Regions from separate parts of the Gossypium hirsutum genome. Here all the other regions are linked to region 1. Evidence: chromatin contacts called from public Hi-C data. All regions are on one chromosome and are shown on one strand. Each heading gives the region's core, a stretch centred on a gene start, on an enhancer-like site or on the middle of the called end of the contact. The rest is flanking DNA. Distances are from core to core; before and after follow the strand shown.

What was found. A called contact is a pair of places that touch in the nucleus more often than the background predicts.
Region 2: a Hi-C map of leaf shows a contact between it and region 1, with 2.2 times the contacts expected there. The contact joins the promoter of LOC107962333 here to the promoter of LOC107962337 in region 1. A contact is called at or near these places in 7 of 34 Hi-C or Micro-C datasets (callus and leaf).
Region 3: a Hi-C map of leaf shows a contact between it and region 1, with 2.6 times the contacts expected there. The contact joins the promoter of LOC107962335 here to the promoter of LOC107962337 in region 1. A contact is called at or near these places in 4 of 34 Hi-C or Micro-C datasets (callus and leaf).

Annotation. Positions count from the first base shown.
Region 1 is chrA06:45,943,946-45,948,615 of Gossypium_hirsutum_v2.1, forward strand. It overlaps LOC107962337 (probable WRKY transcription factor 17), which reads left to right and starts at 2,473. Exons shown (of 4, transcript XM_041114704.1): 1 at 2,473-3,528; 2 at 4,042-4,167; 3 at 4,254-4,405; 4 at 4,408-4,620. The coding sequence starts at 2,804. The coding sequence ends at 4,433.
Region 2 is chrA06:46,390,802-46,395,471 of Gossypium_hirsutum_v2.1, forward strand. It overlaps LOC107962333 (putative peptidyl-tRNA hydrolase PTRHD1), which reads left to right and starts at 2,709. Exons shown (of 2, transcript XM_016898676.2): 1 at 2,709-3,137; 2 at 3,613-4,011. The coding sequence starts at 2,805. The coding sequence ends at 3,795. It overlaps LOC107962331 (coatomer subunit beta-1), which reads right to left. Exons shown (of 5, transcript XM_041115847.1): 5 at 4,444-4,670.
Region 3 is chrA06:46,269,679-46,274,348 of Gossypium_hirsutum_v2.1, forward strand. LOC107962335 reads left to right here and starts at 1,944. Exons shown (of 2, transcript XM_016898679.2): 1 at 1,944-2,485; 2 at 2,573-3,116. The coding sequence starts at 2,199. The coding sequence ends at 2,984.

The DNA of each region.
Region 1 (4,670 bases), core at 1,223-3,722:
TTTGAGCGATTTAATTAATTTGGAAACACTACGTGCGTAGCATTTTAAAACTTCCAATGAAATACTAAAATTATGATCAATTTTAAATATCGTCTGAATACTATATTGGATTTGACAATTTCTTTTTAAATGTATAAAATATAAATTAAAAATTTAATCTCATTTATCATTTAAAAAGACTGGTGAAGCAATTCAGCTTGATAACCTGAATCACAGACTTTTAATTTTTAATTAGATTATTATTATTTTGTTGTATTATGATTTAATTATATAATGTAACTTAATATTAGTTAAATATTAAATAATTAATAAATTAATATTTATTTTTATTTTATTTTATGCATAAAAATTGTCGAGGATATTATACAAAAAATATTAATGAGGATAATAAAATTTTATTAAGGTAATTTATTTGAAAAATTACAAGTACATTTGGTGACTGCACTAGATCCCAACATGTTATGCATTTGAAATAGTTTCAATAAAAAAATTAATTCTATATACAATTTAAATAATTCATAAAATACATTAAATTATAAACAATGGTTAAAATTATGATTTGGCTTTAAAAAGCAAAAGCATGCATTTCTCAAATGCAAAAATGCAAAATATGTGCTTTTACATTTGATTAACTTAAAAATCAATCTATTTACCATCGCTTATGAAAGCAGTTTAAAAAAACCAAACAATGTTTTAACTGCATGGCTAATGAAATTTTGTATGGAATATTTTTTTTTTTAAATTTAAATATTCGAGATTAAAATAATACTAAAATTCTAATATTTTAAATATAGTAGATACAAATATTTAACTGCCGGACACCTGTTATTAACTTAATCATAATTACACTTTATTTTATCATTTTTATTTGATCTCAATGTTGTCAATCTAATTGCATTTTATAGGAATGCAATTCATTCGCAATAGCTACAAAATGCAATGATTTTCAATTAGGAAACAATGCTGAAATATAAGATCGGGATGATGATAATTTTCAGAAATGATATATTTTTTTATATAAATATAATCTTAATTATGTTTAAAAATATTATATTCTTTTTGGCAAACAATTATAATATATATTATTCTAGTTAATATAATTACTTTTAATAATCATTTGTATTTCTCTGTTTTAATCCAAATATATATCTCATTGAATACTTTTATTATTATTATTTTTTTAACCTCACAAAAAATAATAATGAAGTGAGATAAGCAGTGTGAAAGACAGTATTGAGGGACTCGGTCCATTTTCTTCACTGGGTACCGGCTAATATTTCATGACTCATTAAAAGTGATGCCACGTGGCTACCTTAATAGTCCCTCGGGGCTCTTAAAATAGGAATTAATACGTAGTCAACTCTGTCATGAGCTAAACAACCGTTAGATTCGCGGTGGAATAATCGAAGGGTTAAGAAAAGAATTACCGGCACCATCCGGTTTTGTAGAAAAAATAAAAATAAAAAAGTTGGCCAACTGTTTTATATTAATAAAAAGGGAAGGACTACACGTGATTCCCGACTTTTAGTCAGCTTTGAGCCTATCTTTGAAATTCTTTTCAATGTAAAATTTGTTTAAATTAACATTCAATATCTCAAAATTTCAACTTTTTATCAACAGATTTGATTGGCTTAAGACATTTTCACTATGAATTAAAAAAAAAAACTAACACTAATGTTTCTAGATATCATCCATTCAAGTTTTGTTTTGTCTAATATGAAAATTGATTTAATTTTGCCATTCCTTTTGAGTTTCAATGTGAAAGGATAATATAAAAACTAAAATTGACTTCACCCATCACCCTAAGAGTTCAATCAGACCTCAATCCATGCCTACAAATATTTGCATTTCAAGAAAGCAAAATCAAAATGAAGTATGATACATAACGACTCCTCTTCTCCATGCCTAAGGAGGAAAAACTCAAGTACCAACTTCGAAATAAAACCAATACAAAAGAAACCTAAACATAACTATGCTTGTTGGGTTTGATTAGTAATAGTAAGAGTTTCTACTTTATATGGGCATCGTCAACGTTGTTGATAAGTTATTTCAAATCCCTCATTTACTCCTTTGGACCAAAACCAAATCTTACATCATTTTCTTCTCGCCTTGGGTCCAAAACTTCCAAGAAAAACAATAACAATACGATGCAAAAGCAATTAGGTTTAATTTTGGTCTTGTTCTCTCTTCTCTTTCCACATTTCAATTTCAGTCTCTTTCCTTTTAATCTAAAAAATCTACTCCAAATTAATAATTCAAAATGAATTGATAATCATTATAAAAAAATTATTTTTAAATTGGATTACGTATTAAATTTAAAATTATAAGGTTTTGTGTTTGAATTTAAATATATATAATGAACCATAGATTTTGGGAGGCTTTATATTGGCCATAGAATCAATTTTACTTTACAAAAATGCTATATAAGCCAGTTTAATTAAAGTTTTTAGATTGCACTTTAATTATTAAATTAGAAAGTAAAATTAGAGATTAAATTTAAAATGTGTAATCAGTACAGGGACTGAGAACAGAATTTAGATCTAACAATTATCAATGCTTTCTCCATGAAATTCTTAAAATCAATCTTAGCCGTTGGATTAAAACTCCACTACGGATTCCCATCATATCTATTACCCGGTCACCCGGTCATCGTTCAACCTTTATAATCAACCCTTGTTGCTCCCATATCTCTAACTCTTTGCCTTTCATCTTCATCCCCTCCTTTTTCGCAGGCTTCAATGACTTGCTGACCTCTCAAGTTACCTTCCCTGCAAAGCTTCGTTTCTGTTTCTTTAACCTCAAAATGGCGGTGGATCTGATGAGTTTTCCGAAGATGGATGATCAGATGGCGGTACAAGAGGTTGCATCGCAAGGCTTGAAGGGCATGGAACACCTGATCCGTCTCCTTTCTCACCAGTCCAAAAACGTCGACTGCACCGACCTCGCCGATCTCACCGTCTCTAAATTCAAAAAGGTCATTTCACTTCTCAACAGAACCGGTCACGCTCGGTTCAGACGCGGGCCGATTCAACCCCTTTCTTCCTCATCTTCCCCCTCGACATCATCCTCTGCTTCTCTGTCTGTTCCGAATTCTCAAAACAATCTAACTCTAACTTCTGCTGCGATCTCAACGCCGGCGAACATAAATACGGCGCTGGTCGGTACTTCGGTTATCAGTCCTTCTAGCTTCGTTCAATCGCAGCCGCAGAGTTTGACTCTGGACTTTACAAAACCTAATTTGTTTGGCTCCAACGGTAAAAGTACCGAGTTGGAGTTCACAAAAGAAAGCCTTAGCGTTTCCTCTAACTCTTCGTTTATGTCTTCTGCCATCACCAGAGATGGCAGCGTCTCGAACGGGAAGCAGGGATCATCTCTATTCTTGGCGCCGGCACTGGCCGTTTCGACGGGAAAGCCACCGCTATCGTCGACACCGTTCAAGAAGAGATGCCATGAACATGACCACTCCGATAACGTTTCCGGCAAGATATCTGGCTCCGGCAATAGCAAGTGCCATTGCTCAAAGCGAAGGTATATAATATTGTTTTCCTAGTTTTATCCTCCAATTCATGGCATATTTTAACCGTCAGTTTAGGTTTTTGACTTTTATGGGATACCGTAAGCAAAATTCAAAGTCGAATAATTTAAAGTAACTTAATGAGTTAACTCGAGTCGAGTTGCTTTGAAACCGGCCGAGTTTAGCTGGAATCAATATCATGTAGAATTATTGGTCAAAGCCTGGGGGATTGTTGAACAGTTTAGGCATATTAAATGATAGAGCGCGCGTGATAACGACAAAAGCTGTAATTTTAATTGGGAGTGGCAATCAAATTTCTGAACCTCGGTATTACAACTATTTTGTCTTATGAGATGCTTTTCAAGTTTGACTTTTCTTTTTGGTTGAATAAAGATAAAATAAAAAAAAAGAAGGGGGGGGACCATAGCACTGGTGGTGCATGCATGATAGGGAATCCTACTCCGCTTTATTATTTAAATCAAATTATTGCTTATGGTTTGTGTATTGGTTAATTGAATAATTTTCAGGAAAAATAGGGTGAAGAAAGTAATAAGGGTTCCTGCCATAAGTTCGAAGATCGCCGATATTCCACCAGACGAGTATTCATGGAGAAAATACGGGCAAAAGCCAATCAAGGGCTCCCCATTCCCGCGGTATCCTGCTGCTTTTCCTTTTTCAATATGCAACTTCATATCATTAGATCAAACGGTAGATAATTTGTTTTGACTTATTTTCTCAGAGGATATTACAAGTGCAGTAGCGTTAGAGGGTGCCCCGCGAGGAAACACGTGGAGCGAGCACCTGATGATCCGTCAATGTTGATTGTAACGTACGAAGGGGAGCACCGACACACTCAACCCGCAATGCAGGAGAATATGGCTCCTGCCGCAGGAATGGACTGGTCTTCGAGTCAACGTGATAATAAGCAAATATCAATCTAAACTAATTTATACATAAAAAAAGAGTTTAGTGGTGTTTTGTAATATTTTGAAGTAGGCTGGGGCAATTGGATGTATATTGGTATTGTACTAATTGTAATTCCAAATTAAAAAGTAGACTGACAAAGTCGTAGAGATTATGCTTAAAGTAAAAGTTCTTTCTCTCTCTTCACTGTGTGTGGATGCAACGAATGAGATTCTGTGATAGTGAAGATTAT
Region 2 (4,670 bases), core at 1,459-3,958, 450 kb after region 1:
TCAAAAACATCATACAATTTGGATACACTCTCGATATAAGCTCAGACCAAGATCAAACATATATAACATAACCAATTCATCCATACCACCTCCAAATACAAGCACATAACACAAATTATAATCAACCGTGGCACACGGCATGATAATCAAAATAGAATTAAACCATAATTTAACCAAAATCGAACTCAAGCATAGAAATTAAACCATTTTCACATGGCTCCCATTATACATAGACCAAAATAACACATTCCAAAACATAATCCAGCCTATACATGCCATAGGTTCGAAAGTTCGCTATTTAAAATACCGAAGGCAGTCAATAGTATGATAGACTTGGCTGACGATTCCCGAGCTCGTAATTCGAATCCAAAATCTATAAAACAGAAACACACATATACATAGAGTAAGCTTTTGTAGCTTAGTAAGTCATAAGCAAATAAACAACCCTATGATATAGTCAACTCATTTTAACTAACCGAATTACATTATCATTACCATGCCTAATCTCAATTTTACAAATTTCATAAATAATACACTTTCACACACATTTCCTACTTTAAGGCTCACATAATCAAATTTACCAAAGGTCATTCGACTTTCAAAGTCATAATGTCATTATTTAATCAATTATTCATATACTCATATAAACAAGCTCAAGAATCATAATATTACATTATGTACATATACTTCTTATTTGGCCGAATATACATGGTCATTTTTACTTATTTCTAAGAATCAATTCCATAAGATTTATATCATTTATTCATAAGGCCGAATACTCTTACTAAATTTACATGTATTTCTCATTTGCATCACACATAATTTGTAACAAGTATCAAGTCACATACTTACCTTATTTCAATAGATAACAAGCTACTTGGCCATTTAGCACGTTTTACACATTTGATCACAACTTATGTTTGCCCGTTGAACCATTCGGAATTGGATAGGAAACTCAGATTATCACACATATATTGTACAATGCCAACGTCCCAGACGTGGTCTTACATGTTATTAGATATCGATGCCACTATCCTAAACAGGGTCTTACTCGCACACATATATCGGAATCACATATCGATGCCATGGTCTTACTCGCACATCACCTATCGGAATCCTATGTCATGACATATGTATCCTAGTTATTCCTAAGGTTCACACGGGGCTTTCAGATGTCATAACTCGGTCGAAACGAATTCAAAAATATAGTAACCAAGCTTGTATACAATTGGCTATTGTAGATATAATTTCACATATTTCATTTCAGCATATATAATTTGCTTTTAATTAAAATTAAGTATGTCTATTTCCTTATAAACCTACCTCGGACGATGTAAAACAGAATGGGATGACTAGTCGACAACTTTTGTTTTTCCCCGATCCAAATCTGATTTCTTTGGTTCTTGATCTTGATTGAGCTTAAGAGATGACCAAACCCTAGCTTCTATTATTTCTTTTCTTTTTGTTAAGTTTCGGCAAGAAGAAGAAGTATGAAAAGCTTATTTTAATTATCATATAATATAACATATATACTAACATATTATTATTTCATATTTTACCATTTTAACCTTTTATAATTAATAGCTAAAACATATATAATAAGGGTACAACCGGCCATCACTAAGTCCGATGGTCTATTTGCAAATTAAATGCTTCAATTTTCAAATCCAATAACAATTCGGTCCTTATACAATAAACTATCAAGTTTTCAATTTACTCGATTAAGTCCTTTTATTTAATTGGGCACTCAAACAACAAAATTAAATCACAAAAATTTCACAGATATAAATTCACACATAATAAACACAGAAAATAATTTTAAAATATTTTTCTGACTCGGATTCGTGGTCCTGAAACCACCGTTCTGACTAGGGTCTAAATTAGGCTGTTACACTTGCCATCTCACCTAACTCCCGTGGTTGGTCCATCAGTTATTTTACTGCTAGTATATCACATTTAGTTTTGATATCTTTCCCCGATGTCGTATTTAACTAATCAATAATTTACATTTAACTGACACTCGTACTCAGAATTTTTTTTTACTTAGCTACTTTGTTACGAGTTATGGCATAAAAAATTTTGAGGTGTTACAATAATATTATTGACTGAGTTGGTGTCACAAGTCAACTTGACGCTAACTCAGGATTGATGATAACAACATAACAACACCATGATAAATAATTGTAATATGCTTGAGTATTTAAATTTTAATTTACTCACAATTTAATCTCTTTTTTTCATTTTAGTATTGTATGCATTTCATGTGTTATTATTAGTTAATTTTAAACCATACGTTTAATTATTTATTGTATGTTATTTTTAAACACACTTCTATGTTCTAAATATGTAATTTCCACATATATATGCGTGTTATAGAATTTTCTAGTATTCATAATATTGTTGATTGAGTTTTAAGTTGATATCATAGGTCAACTCGACGCTAATGATAAATAACCATAGTACATTTAGTACTATTAATATGATGCATTCACATGTTTAAATTTTATTTTACTCACAAATTAATCTATTTTTTATTTTAATACCATACATATTTGATGTATTATTATATTTAGTTTCAATTTTTTTTTTGGTGAATAGAATGATTATTTCATGTTGTGAATTAAAGTTGCGAGAAATTGAAATCCAAGCGGTAATATGTGAATTAGGTAAGATTTTAATTGGAGAGTGAAATCATTACATTTTACAAAGAGGCAGTCCAATCCATAAATCCGGCCCAATACCTTTATAATTCTCAATACGAAATTCCACAACCAAGTTACGCAACGCAGCGTTTTTAGGTGTCGATGGCCGCATTAGCTCAACCTGCGACATTCCTTGGTTGCTTCCGCCCTTCCCCGAGAAGCTTTTCTAATATTAGGGTTCATCCCTCTCGGAACCTTTCGACCTCAATGAGTCTACAAAGCTCCGAACCTGTCGCCACCAAAACCGATCCTCCGACCGACGACGATGTGCTGCTGCAGTACGTGGTGCTTCGGAGAGACTTAATAGACAAGTGGCCTTTGGGGAGCGTGGTGACGCAGGGATGCCATGCTTCGGTCAGTGCCATTTGGTCTCACAAGGAAGACCCCCACACCCTCCAGTATTGCAGCCCTGATAACATTGACTCTATGCACAAGGTAACCAATGTTCTTGTGTTTATTCTTCTTCTTCTTTTTCCCACCATGAATGATTTCTTTTACATTCAACAGAGCATAGTGTACTGCTTTGAAAAACCCTGTTTATGATTTTTGGTCAATTGGAGGCAATCCTCATTGTGGCACATTGTTTTCTCTTCTCATATTGGGTTTGTTGTAGACCTTCGATTTACTTGGAGTTTTATCCACCCAAACGTAATGAGAATTGATCATTTTTAAGTTACAAATAATCCCATAGCAGAACTGAGAAAAAAGGAGAGGCATTTATCCCATAAAACTATCCAACAACGGTGTTTAATGCAAGACAAACATTTTGGATATCTATCCAATTCTGTTCTTACACTGTCGTAAATATAGCATAACAATGAAAACCATGAGGTGTTAATTGTAGGGTGATTTGCTGCTGTATCTAGAGTTGTGGATGATGAGCTAAGTGGTGAGGTTTTGGAACATGTAGGTAACACTTGAGGTGAAGGGAGAAACCCAGATATTGAACTTGTCAGAAAAGCTGTTGGCGGCGGGTATTGCTCATAAACTGTGGATTGAACATCCAGAAAACTTCCCAACTTGCCTGGCTACAAAACCCTACCCCAAGTCCATGGTATCGCCGTTTTTCAAGAAATTGAAACTTTGCAAGTGATTGTTTGATGGTGGGTTCTAAATCATAATAATTTAGCTTGATTCTGTTGAAACCCTCTTTTGTTCTAAACTTATGATTCTTTTGACATATGTTCCCTGTACGAGTTTAAATTTTTATACAGTATTGAAGCAGGTAGAGCTATTTGCCTAGGACTCTCTCTGAACTCAAGAAGATTGGCTTGTTTTTAATAAATAAAAGATGAAATGCACACTCTAATTTGTGTAGTTTTAGTTCCGATTTGGATAGTCCTACTTGAATTTAATTCAGATTATAAATCACAAAACAGCATACAAGCGCAAGCAAGGATAAGGATAGCTAGGCCGTAAATGAACGAATAATTTGTTTATTTTTAAGTTATGTGTTTGTTAATAATTACTACTTGATTCATGTTTGTTAATAATTTTAAAATGGTATGTTTCTTAATAATTAACTTGTTCATGTTCATGAATATTGTCACAAATAATGTTGATAAACAAACAAGTCTCTTTTATATGTAAAAACAATCATGTCTAAATTTTAATAATTATATTATATAATAATTGAACAACAGACAATTTAGTAAATGAATATAAAAAAAGAACTTATTTATAAACATAAATGAATCGAATGAGCCTTCAAATTTTGTTATTATTAATTTAATTTGATAAATGGACAAAAACAAAACTACTCATTGAACCGAACGTAATGTTCATTTACAACTCTTAAGGATAACCTTTATTATCGAGCGAAGGAACTTCTAATAGATGTCTGAGTGGAACACTCTTCAAAGAATCAGCGAAATAAAATAAAATTCCCGTTTTAACATTGCCAAAAAGCACTATTTTAGCTATGGATTCAATGATCCTTTTTAGTTACCAAATATGCAAACTCCAAAT
Region 3 (4,670 bases), core at 694-3,193, 330 kb after region 1:
TTGGGTTTGAATATTACGTTTGATTTTTAAGAACAATATTAATGAATGTTTAGTGACATTAATAAATTTCTTATGCCCATCATCTTTTCTATTTTATATTCTGTCTTCCTTGAAAATTAAATAATATCATTGTTTGAAAAATAAATAATTTCATAAGTATTTTAAAAAGTATTATCTTTTCTAATGATTTAAAAATTCGTGTTAATTATCGAGGAGGCTCTGGTTTTTGAGTATTTTAATTTAAATTTAATCATCAATAATTTTGATGCATAGTTCTCTAATTTCATCATCTGCATATACATGTACTCAATTTGTAAATAATAGACATTTCAAAAAATATATATATATCAAGTTAATTTTACATCTAGGTAAGTTGGATTGAATGAATTTTGGTTTGAAATTTTTGACTTTTTTCGAGTCTAACTCATTTTTGGTGTTAGTTTATTTTGGGTTTGAGATAATATGATTTTGATAATTAATTTTTTTAAGGGTAATCTACTGAAATAGTTACATTTGTTTACATCAGATTACATTTTAGTTATTTATGTTTGAAATGTTACGTTTTAGTCACTTATGTTACTATTTTGTTACGAGGTGATCACTCTATCGTTAAATTCCGTTATCTCTCTAATGGTAATCCTACGTGGCAGTCCAACTAGATTTTAGATGCCAACTTGAATTTCTAAAAGGGATGAAAATAGATTTTTAATTAAAAAATTTAGTTAATTAAAATTTTTAAACCTAAACCTTAACTAAAAAATCTGTTTATCTCCTCTTTTTATATTTTCTTCAGTCTCTTCTTTTTTTCAATGGTTTTTTTTCATTTGATTGTTAAAATTATTATTAAGATCAATTTAATTGAAATCAAATTGACTGCTTCACAAAGATGGATTCAATGGAGGGTTCAGGTATGTCTTCTTTGCATTCCTCTATCTCTTTTATTCAATACTTAAAAACAAAAAGATTAGATTTTTTATTGTTTAATGGAAACCCTAAATTAAAATTCTTGATATGAATATTAACAACTAAAAGAATTTTAGATAAAAAAGGGATACCCACAAAGGGATTGTGAACAAACAAGCCGATTTAGATCAGAAAAAATCGAATTGAGAAACTAATTATTCAAGAACATGAAGAATTGGAAAATATAATGATTAGGAACAAAAATGATTACCATATTCTTATTTATCGACAACCACTTCATTTTAAGTTTTAGAACATAAATTTGTCGGTGAAGAAGACATACCTGGACCCTCCATTGAATCCTCTTTTGTTTTCGTATGTGACTAAAAAAATTTGATGATGATAGCTTTTTTAGTCAATTGAAAAAGAATACTAAAAAAGGGAGAGATGAACGATTATTTAACTAAGATCTAGGGTTTAAAATTTTTAATTAATTAAATTTATTTAATAAAAAATCTATTCTCATCTAATTAGAAAATCCAAGTTGGCACTTAAAATCTAGTTGGACTGCCACGTAGGATTACCGTTAGGGAGATAACGGAACTTAACGGAAGAGTGATTACTTCGTAACAAAATAATAACATAAGTGATTAAAACGTAACATTTCAAACATAAGTGACTAAAATGTAACCTGAAACAAACAAAAATAACTATTTTTATAATTTACTTTTTTTTTTAATGTGATTATAAATTCATATCATTTTAACATCTTTTGTCGCCACTTCAAATATGAGTTGTTTTAAATTAAGGTTGTATAGGATTTAAATTACTTTGATGCAAGTCAATTTTTGTTCGGACATGAAGAGTTAGAATTTATTTACCTTTTCATAACCAGATCAAAATAAATTGAATTAGGATTCGAATAGGTAAAATTAAATTTTCGAGTTTAGATAAAAATATAGAAAACTGAAATTAAATGTATAATTTGAAATTTAATTATTTTTATAAATATAAATAATGGATAGGGTTGATGATAATGAAAACTGGGGAGTATATTAAAAGTCATCTACAATCCATAGCCATTTCTTATCTGTTCTGCCCATTTTTCCTTCTCTCTCTATTTCTTTATATTTTTAAGGAGTAAATGAAATAGACATGGATTAGCTTAGCCCTATTGTTGTTGCTCTGGTCCCAAATCTTCCCTTTGTTATCCATATTTCTGTGCTTATAAATCCTTAATCTACGCCACCCCTTCATTCCTTGTTTTTATCTTTCCCTTCTTTAAACCTCTATAGATGGAAGTGCTGATGGGACCTACCTTCGCCATCGACGTTGCCGCATCGGCAGCGGCCTACACTAGAGACCGTTCTAAGGATACGATTTCGTCTCCTTGCTTGTTTATCAAGGACGATGAAGCTTGTCCCGGCTCGGATCCCAGGTCTCCGGATCTATCCTCCGATAGTTCCTCCTCGATCGGCTCCCCCGGAGACAGCGACGTTGAAGAAGAAGACGACGGTGTCGTTTCATCCGGGGAAAGTAAAGGGTTGTCTTTCGACTCCTTAGAGGACTCTCTTCCCATCAAGTTAGTATCGATTTTTTTCTTCTTTTTTTTTGTAATTTTCTCTGGTCTGATTTTCAACTGATCTTTATTTTTTTTTTTTGGTTTTAGGAGAGGATTATCGAATCACTACGTGGGAAAATCAAAATCATTCGCAAATCTATCTGACATAAACTCAGTGAAAGAGCTGCAAAAAGTGGAGAGTCCCTTCAACAAGAGGAGGAGATTACTGCTTGCAAATAAATGGTCAACGAGGTCCAGGAAATCATCTTTCTATTCATGGCAAAACCCCAATTCCATGCCTCTTCTTGCTTTGGTTGAAGACGATGAAGATACAGACAACAACAGCTACAATAAACAAACACCATCATCATCGCCGCCTTCATCGTCCTCCTCCTCGTCGGAGTATGATAAAATAACATCAACGAAACCTAAGTTGCAGCAAAGCAATCTGAGGGCTAGTTTCAAGTCTCAAAGTTGTCTTTCTCTTACGGATCTCCACGTACAAGTAGATCATCAATAACCCAGTTTTTGTTTTCTTTTTCACCATGAAAAATGCATTAGGATTTAGATTACTAGCAAAAAATTTTTACCATCGAAGTATATATGTAAAACTTTTAAAATTTTTTTTATATAAATAAAATATTTTCACTGATTTTATTATTGTTTTTTGGGGGATAGAGAATTAGTTTGTAGTTATATGGATGATGGTGGGATGGAGGATGATTTTTGTTTTGTCATGTTATTATGGTGATGAATGAATGGGGGGGACGGCGTTGATATTTCAGTGTTGAATAAAGGAGAGGAGGATGTAAATGGATTAATAGACCAATGTTTTTCCTTTATCATCACCATCATCTATTTTATCTAGGAATAGTATCGGTTGAATATAGTGAAGGAATTTTAATTTTCCAAACATCACTAACCTATTGTTTATTTTTTATTTTGGCTTAATACTTTTATGATATTTATGGTAAAAATAATTATATCAAACTTATTGATTTGATTGGAAACTTTTAATTAATTACTTTAAATTATTACTTTTTAAAATAAATATAAAATCAGATGAATAATGTTAATGTGTTTTCAGAGATGCGTGCCAACTACCAATGATGACGGGTTAGGTGGAAGAAAGATGCCGGAAAGCTTCTTTCTTTTTAATATTTAATTATTATTTTAATTATCTTTTTAAAAGTAATTAAAGTTTTTATTTTTATTTTAGATTTTGATATCCCATAATCATAACCCGCTTTAATAAAAGCCAGAGTCCAATGATAAAAATCTCTTAGGCTAGGATTTGTAATTTATTATTAATTACTATAAAAAAATATTAGTATGATAAAAATAATTTCTAAATAAATTAAAATCAAATCATTATATGTGTTATGTTAGTTTTAAAAAATAGTTGATAATATAATTTTTAAAAATAAGCATAATATGAAATTTTATCAAATTGTTTTAGTCCATATTTGTTAGGTTATTTCCTCTTTAATAATTAACATATGCTCTTTATAATCATTTGTTGCTCATTAACCGAATTCATCATCATTTAAATTAAAATCTACATCATTAAGATTATCAACATCTCGTATAGATCATCTTAATTCTACGTATAATTGAAATTATGAAATATGCAATATTTTAGGACGATTAAACCTTATTTTTAATGACATGCTAAGGTGGTGATGTTAACATGTGAAATATTTTTTTGAACAAAAATGTCTTCTCAATCACATTTTGAAGCCTTGAATATCTCAACTTGAAAAGTTCACGAGTTGTATATGGTGTTTATGTATGGTACCATTCTCTTAAATGGTATCATATCGCACGATATGGTGTAAGAAAACCCTTTCTATTTGCATAATTAACATCAGCCTTATTATATTGAGTTTATAATCCAAATAGTTTGTAGTTTTAATTATAAAAATTTATATAAATTTAATTTAAAGAAAGATTTATGCTAGGTTTTATCAATTTTTAAAATTCGTAAATTAAGTAAAAATAATATAAAATTTAAAATACATAACATTTATTAAAAAGTTTTATAAATTGTCTAAAACTTTCATAATATTTCTTATAAATTAATATAATTTTTTGCCATAACTTTAGATAATTATTTTTTTTATAAATAAGTTATAATAAAAAAAAGCTATAACATGTTTTTTATTAATAAGTATAGTATTTTTATAATATATAACATGAACACATA